2 separate regions of the Salmo salar genome follow, and region 2 is linked to region 1. The links are chromatin contacts, called in public Hi-C maps. All regions are on one chromosome and are shown on one strand. Each heading gives the region's core, a stretch centred on a gene start, on an enhancer-like site or on the middle of the called end of the contact. The rest is flanking DNA. Distances are from core to core; before and after follow the strand shown. Region 1 holds the start of gpam (glycerol-3-phosphate acyltransferase, mitochondrial). Region 2 overlaps gpam (glycerol-3-phosphate acyltransferase, mitochondrial).

Evidence for each region. Hi-C and Micro-C count contacts between places; a contact is called where the count stands out from the background.
Region 2: a contact with region 1 is called in a Hi-C map of muscle, with 5 times the contacts expected there. The contact joins the enhancer-like site here to the promoter of gpam in region 1. A contact is called at or near these places in 3 of 3 Hi-C or Micro-C datasets (blood, gill and muscle).

The regions. Positions count from the first base shown.
Region 1 is chrssa19:60,526,588-60,530,552 of Ssal_v3.1, forward strand. It overlaps gpam (glycerol-3-phosphate acyltransferase, mitochondrial), which reads left to right and starts at 2,130. Exons shown (of 21, transcript XM_014158745.2): 1 at 2,130-2,320.
Region 2 is chrssa19:60,559,668-60,563,632 of Ssal_v3.1, forward strand. It overlaps gpam (glycerol-3-phosphate acyltransferase, mitochondrial), which reads left to right. Exons shown (of 21, transcript XM_014158745.2): 12 at 618-703; 13 at 970-1,085; 14 at 2,595-2,665; 15 at 3,139-3,403; 16 at 3,733-3,884. Among protein-coding and RNA genes, the nearest start is that of gpam, 33 kb to the left of the region's middle. Within about 2 kb of position 1,839, at least 9 of the 13 cell types and tissues checked have an H3K27ac peak or open chromatin away from gene starts, as enhancers often do.

The sequences.
Region 1 (3,965 bases), core at 880-3,379:
GACAACTCCATTGTGTCCTCCTCCCAGAGTGCTAAGAGCCTTGGCGTGACCCTGGACAACACCCTGTCGTTCTCCGCTAACATCAAGGCGGTGACCCGATCCTGTAGGTTTATGCTCTACAACATTCGCAGAGTACGACCCTGCCTCACACAGGAAGCGGCGCAGGTCCTAATCCAGGCACTTGTCATCTCCCGTCTGGATTACTGCAACTCGCTGTTGGCGGGGCTCCCTGCCTGTGCCATTAAACCCCTACAACTCATCCAGAACGCCGCAGCCCGTCTGGTGTTCAACCTTCCCAAGTTCTCTCACGTCACCCCGCTCCTCCGCACACTCCACTGGCTTCCAGTTGAAGCTCGCATCTGCTACAAGACCATGGTGCTTGCCTACGGAGCTGTGAGAGGAACGGCACCTCCGTACCTTCAGGCTCTGATCAGTCCCTACACCCAAAGAAGGGCACTGCGTTCATCCACCTCTGGCCTGCTCGCCTCCCTACCTCTGCGGAAGCACAGTTCCCGCTCAGCCCAGTCAAAACTGTTCGCTGCTCTGGCACCCCAATGGTGGAACAAGCTCCCTCATGACGCCAGGACAGCGGAGTCAATCACCACCTTCCGGAGACACCTGAAACCCCACCTCTTTAAGGAATACCTGGGATAGGATTAAGTAATCCTTCTAACCCTTCCCCCTACCCTCCCCCCAAAAAATATATAGATGTACTATTGTAAAGTGGTTGTTCCACTGGATATCATAAGGTGAATGCACCAATTTGTAAGTCGCTCTGGATGAAAATACCCTCTAATTAAAGCTGACAGTCGGCACTTTAACATCATAGTCATTGTATCATTTAAAATCCAAAGTGCTGAAGTACAGAGCCAAAGCAACAACAAAATTGTCATTGTCCCAATACTTTTGGAGCTCACTGTAACATGTACGGTTAGAGAGCATAATATTAAGATCATGATGGTCAGGGACAGAGTAGATTATAATCACCAATGTTCCTTTTTAGAGATAATTTGTGTTCACCTAAATCTTTCTGGGGACTACTCAACAAATGACAGAGCACACCTTTCATTTTAGCATGATGAGTATTGCTATACAACAGACTATTACAGGTGGCAACTACTCTAGAAAACTAAGATGCTACTGTATTGGCATCTCATGGACTATTATTTCCCAGTATGAGCAATTTCCATAAAACAAATATGTAGTTCTGCTATTTGTAACACTGTTGTTTCAATGATGAGTCAGTCTAGGTAAGTCATTAGATCTGATGGCAAACATTTACCAAATCCCATGGTTTTGAAGGTGAGATCCACTCAATAGAATGTTCCATTGTTGTTTGATACAGTAATTTTCAATGAGCATGTGAACTTTCCAACTTTTCTCCTTTATCCATAGAGATCCTAATAAATTACTATTAAGTATTCTAATTCCTAATTATATGCCTTTATCAGCCTGTGACCATTGACTCCTATTCAACAAGTTATATAAAGGTGTGAAAAACATAGCCTCTACGGAAGCATTCTATCATATATCAATTTGATCAGGGGCTTGTAGGGAACAATTTAGCACCGTCAAACCTTTGCCACACCAATGGGAACATTTTCAAACTCTCGCGGGAGCCATCTTTCCTGCAATGGATTTTTTTCTTCTTCTTGTTCACCCGGTACAGTAGGTGGCGGCAATACACCAGTATGAAATAGATTTCTAAACTAACCTCCTTTGTTCAGTAGGTTGTAGCACAGAAAAAACAATGGGCCAGATATTTCACCGGATGTAAAAATGTGAAGCAACCGGTTCCCGTTTCCACTCACTACCAAATATGGTGATGAGCGGAAGCCCAGTGGCCGGCAGTGGGAGAAGATGGAGCGAGATGGATTTTGTCTGACATTCTGCATATTTTCCCATATAATAAACATTTGATCTCCGTACAGTTTTCTGATTCCGAAACTAGAATCTGTAACAAACCGAGTGGACTGAGTTTGGAAGACTTTGCCAAAGTAAAAAAGGCGTTTACAAGGAGTGCATGGGCGAATTGAGTTGTTGCACACGCGCACTTTACATAGTAGGCGTTCCCTAATGGAAATATGCAAATAAATGCTAGAACGCGCCAATAGGATCTCACTTCTCGTGTTTGTCTCTGCCCACCTCCTTGCTTGTTCGGCCAACTAGGATTAATTTGCTCCCATTGGAAACGACAGGCTCTGGTCTATCTTTAAAAAAATCTTTGGTGATAGTCTGCCATTAACTCTCGAAGAAGAACATTGCGCCAACGGGGGTATATTCTCAAGACATGGTGGTGCAGCTAGAGGTCGTATACAAGGTAAGACTGAGAAACTTTTTTATTTAAATTTTAACGCTAGCTAATGTTGTGTTGGCTTGTCCCACGACGTTGATGAAACGGGTCGGTGCGTTTGTCTGCATAGTGGTTCTAGCCGTTATGCTAGCTAAACTAACGGTAGCTAGCCTGAGTGAATTAGGTTGACCATTGAATGAAATAGCGTCATAGTACTAGCTTATGTTAGCTTAGCTTCAACTGGTTTTGTCTAGAAGGGATACAGATTTTGTCAAAATGTACTTTAATAACAGGTTTAGTGCATGTAAATTCTCCTATCCGCTACCTAGGCAACTTCTATCTTACGCAGCAGGTTATGATAATTAACGTATTATGTTAGGATAATTAGGATAACAAGGTCAGAAAAAGGGTTAGCTCAAATGCAAAAAACGATTTTCGACGTAATTTGACAAAAGCTCTATCCCATCTAAACAACCGAGCCAACTGTGATTTGATGACCAGGCAACAATGTGAACTAGCCTGTGCTGTATAGCTAAACACGCTGCACCTGTCCTTGCCTATGCAATTTACTCAGCCATGAAGCTACTTCACGTTTTTCACACGTCACTTATGTTCACTACAATAACAAATTGCGAAATCATTTTTGTTAAGATGTCAAGATCCCCCACCATGGCATCTGTCTTGTCTGGCTTCATTTGACCTGTTTAGTGAAGATTGACAGGCAGTTTGTGAGTCGGATTAACCTAGCTAGCCACCCACGCATGGATAAGATGTTTTGGCATGCAAACGACCTACTCAGCGTCCCTTTCTAGGAAGAAAACATTAATATATGTATAACTGCTAATGAGTCCAATAAGCGATGTGTGCAGTAGCTTATGCCTAGCTTGCAAGATGTGTGAAAGGTCAATGTACCACAGCTATCATTTTTTATTTTACCTTTTATTTAACTTGGCAAGTCAGTTAAGAACAAATTATTATTTCCAATTCAGGGGCAGAACGAAAGATTTTTACCTTGTCAGCTCGGGGATTTGATCTTGCAACCTTTCGGTTACTAGTCCAACGCTCTAACCACTAGGCTACCTGCCGACCCAATCGTCCTTTCAATTGAAGCATTGTTAATAGGACTAATGATAATAGCTCTCTTAGATTGTTTTGTAAATATTGATGGCCACAGGCAATGAAGCGGATCAGTGACGCGTCCATACGCGTTAAGATTTCTATGAGCAAAGTCCCAAACCCCTGTTTGCCTTGCTTTTTCGGGGCAGGAGTAGTGAAGCCAGGTAATAAAAAAAATAATACTTTTAAAAATGTTATGAAGCCTGTGTTTGGTGTTATGGTGGTAGTCCTACCATCAATAATTTCCTCACCACCCCTGTTTGAACATGGCAGGCCATTGACCTTTGCAAACCCAGCAGAATTCTAGTCACACTTCTGTCATCAATGTGCAGGTCACCTACTACAAGAACACAAAGGGACAATGCAGCAAAGCTCAGTATGTCATTCATTGCTTGCTTGAGCTGGGCAGGAGCAGTTTGGCTTAGTTTATGTCCTATTCAGTGATTAGCCCCCCCACACACACACACATACATGCTCACACACTTACAAACATGCGCGCTTGTTGGTGTAACTATCCATTTATAAAGAGATTCTCTCAGCGTCTGATGGTGACCTA
Region 2 (3,965 bases), core at 589-3,088, 33 kb after region 1:
ACTTTTGAACGGTAGTGTATGTAAATTAAAAACAGAAATTTCTAATTTTCAATAAATGTGCAAACAATTGTAAAAACATGTTTTCACTTTGTCATTATGGGGTATTGTGTGTAGATGGATGAACGGGGAAATGTATTTCATTTTGTATTCATGCTGTAACATAACAAAATGGATTAAGTCAAGGGGTATGAATAGATTCTGAAGGCACTGTAGGTGATTTCTCTCCGTCAGTATTGTGAAGTAACGATGCAGTTATGGAACGTTCTCTCCGTGGGATTTTGGGAAATGCACGTTACATCTTCAACCGTTGTAGGAATGATGCATCGTCAAAACGCTCGTTAGCTTATGTTCCATCGCTATCTGGAAACCCAGCCTTGATCTGTGCAAAAAATACTGTAAAACTCAATCTACAGCACAATTTCATAGGAAATGTTAGAATAGGAAACGTTAATGATGTGTGTTAAACAGGTGAATATTTAACAAGGAGTTTAGTCAACGGTTGTTCAAGGGTCGGCGTGACGCCATGCCTTCACCTTTCAATTGATTGGAAATATGTTTATTTTGCTCACTGCCAATTACTCATGCAAGATGTCGCCCTATCTTTTTGTGTCCTTAAGGAGTACCTGGACACGCAAAAAAGTCGGCATATTCCTCCCACCCTCTCCCTGGAACAGACCTTGGTGCCCACCATCATCGATGCACAGTATGTAAACATACACACTGTCTTTTGTACCAGGCCTACGTGATTCCATTGGATTTAATTGAACTTTATTCCCAAGTGGGAAGTAAATATGTTCAAAGGCTTACATACCACCACATAATAAAACATTTAACATACACATTACGGACATAGTGCTGATTCCATGTATTTTTACTAAATGTTATTCTGTTTTCAAGTGAAACACAATACCTTGCTCTTGTTAAAGCTTTTAGAATTTTTCCCCCACCCCCCTCCCTGTGTTGGTTCAGGCCGGATCAGGCCCAGTTTGAGGGCGAGCAGGAGGAGCAGCCCAATTCCAGGGACCTGTCGGACGAACCCTGGAGAAGACAGGTCATCGCCAACCTGGCCAAGCACGTGCTCTTCAGTAAGTAACAATAACACCCCCTCTTATAGGTCTTAGTCCTATGTTGGTTTTGTGTGGCTCAGTTGGTAAGAGCACGATGCTAGCAACACCACAGTGGCAGTTTCAGTTCCTGCAGGGATCACAAACGCATACAAAGAAATGTATGCACTTTATTATAGTCCTAGCGTAGTCATTTATTGAAGCCACTCTCCACGTGCACCGTCAGTGGGGCCACCAACTAAAAGCGTAAGCAAATGATGGTTCAATTGCCTCCCATTACATTTTCAGATACAGATAATTGGTTTAGAGTAGCGCACTCTTCAGCCCACGACTCTTCATCCAATTCAGTTTATTTTAATAATATAACACGTGTTCTTATGTACCTGTAAAATGTGTGCATTTGTAAAAAGTATATTTCCTGTGTTATTCATATGATCTCCACTTATCTAGTCCCCCTCACATTTGTTCTCTTGTTATTCATATGATCTCCACTTATCTAGTCCCCCTCACATTTGTTCTCTTGTTATCTGCTTACTGCACTTTGACTTTCCTTATCACTCCTCTCTCCAAGAGCACCCCCTTTTTTGCTAAACAAATCCTTATACTTAGAACCTACACTGAAGGATATGACCTTAGAACTTCATTTTTCATGATCCCCGACAACAATCTGCTTTGTGCTGTGGTCTGAAAACAAACCGGTTCTCCCTAGCTTCATTCAGGGGCATTCTCCTCAGCTAGTCCTATTCGTGTCAGCCAATCAGCTGCTACAGAGCCATATGGCATGTTGTTTTCAGCCAATCCCAGCGAGGGGAGGATAGAGGATCTGGTCAGGGGTGGAATTGCAGTATCAGTGGCTGCAGTTGTAAATGTTTTACACCCAGACTGACATTAAACCCAAGATTAGGCACTAAAGACACCCTCTCTGCAGTCAGATTGTACTGTATTGGATTAAATGATGCCTTTTTGTAAACCCACACACACTCTTGCTCTTTCCCTCTTGCGTCTAGTTCTCTCCCTCACGTCTAATTATCTCTTGCTTTCGCTCTTTCTCCCTCTTTATCATGTTCAGGCTATTCCCAGTCCTCTTATCTTGCACCCTTTTTTTTTTGTCCCTTTTTGTTAGAACAATATAGAAATCACAAACCCTAACAAATTTTCCACCTTTTTATAGAGCTCCATCTCACTTGAAGACGTGAGATCTCGTCTACTTAGTTGAGAGTTCAAAAGGACTAATTTCACAAGGGCCGTATTCAGTGGCTCAGAGTAGGAGTACTGTTCTAAGATCAAGTCCCCATGTCCATGAAATTGTATTCATTATGATCTAAAAGTCCAAGCTGATCCTAGATTAACACCCTTACTCTGAGACGCTTTAGGAATACAGGCCTTGACCTGTTTTAGCGCCAGCTGACACTGTCATGTTATTTAGAGACAGTCTCTCACTGTTTACTGTCCTTTCTCTCGGTCATCCATCTGGGCTTCCTGACTATGACCCGGGTCAGATAACATGCAATCTCTGTTTCCCTCCCACAGCGGCTAACAAGTCCTCCGCGGTCATGTCCACCCACATTGTAGCCTGTCTGCTCCTTTACAGACACAGACAGGTAAGCAGCCCTACTTTTCACAAGAATAAGATCCAACGATCACTTTTTGATTCAAGGCCTTGCATTAAAGTAATTTATCCCCATTCATGGTTTGATGCGCTTATGCTTAACTCCCTGCTAACAGACGTCAACAACAATAATTTGAATCTACCTTGACTGCTGTTTATTGGCTCTTCCTGATTTGAGGGCCTTGAGTCATAACCCACATCGAGATGAGCCGATCATTGCAGATTTTGACTTTGTTGATTTTATCTAAAAAGGAATTACTCCTAGCTGGGTATGATGTCATAATGTGGATTTTACAATTTTAAGTTGTCAATAAAATTACACATTGCTACTCAAAGTATACTTGGTATATACTTTGTGGAAGTATAGAATGAACATTTGCAAGTATTTTATGAATGAACATTTTTGAATGAACATTGTGGAAGTATTATTTTTCACCACGTCTGTGTGTCTCCCCTTTGCTCCAGGGGGTTGCACTGTCCAAGCTGGTGGAGGACTTCTTCAACATGAAGGAGGAGATCCTGTCGCGGGACTTTGATCTGGGCTTCTCCGGCAACTCCGAGGACGTGGTCATGCACGCTCTCCACCTCCTGGACAACTGTGTCAACGTGACCAGCACCAACCGCAACACGGAGTTCACCATTGCCCCGAGCAAAACGGTGCCGGCGCTGTTCGAGCTCAACTTCTACAGCAACGGCCTCTTCCATGTCTTTATCTCGGACGCCATCATAGGTACTGGCACCACACGTTGTACTCCGCCACTCTGTTTTGACATGGGGAAACGTATTGAGTGAAATAAAGTACACCAATTTATCCGTGTTTCCCAATTGTGTGTTGCGGCCAGTCCCTTTTGGGTTCTGTACAGATTTCTTATCTTTTTTTTTTGTAGAGAATTTGCAGACATGACTTGAATATATTGAATTGCCTCCACTAATGTACATTTTATTTTCATCAATGTCTCAACACCGGTTTCATTTTGACGTCTCACCATCCGTTCTGTGTCCCCCTTTTTTCATTTTTTTTTTTTTCTTCATTTAAAAAAAAAAATGTTGCCCTCTCAGCATGCAGTGCTCTGGCATTGCTACGGGAACAGGCGGCGTCTGAGGTGGAGGGGGAGCAGGGCGGGCCCAGCATCCTCCTCAGTCAGGAGAGACTGATCCGGAAGGCCGCTGGCCTCTCCCATTTCCTCACCAACGAAGTGGCTGTTGCACCGGTCAGTCACTTCCTCCACACCCCCCCCCCAAGTACACCTATCCCGTTCACTTAACAACGTTGTAACATTCTGCGCATGTGT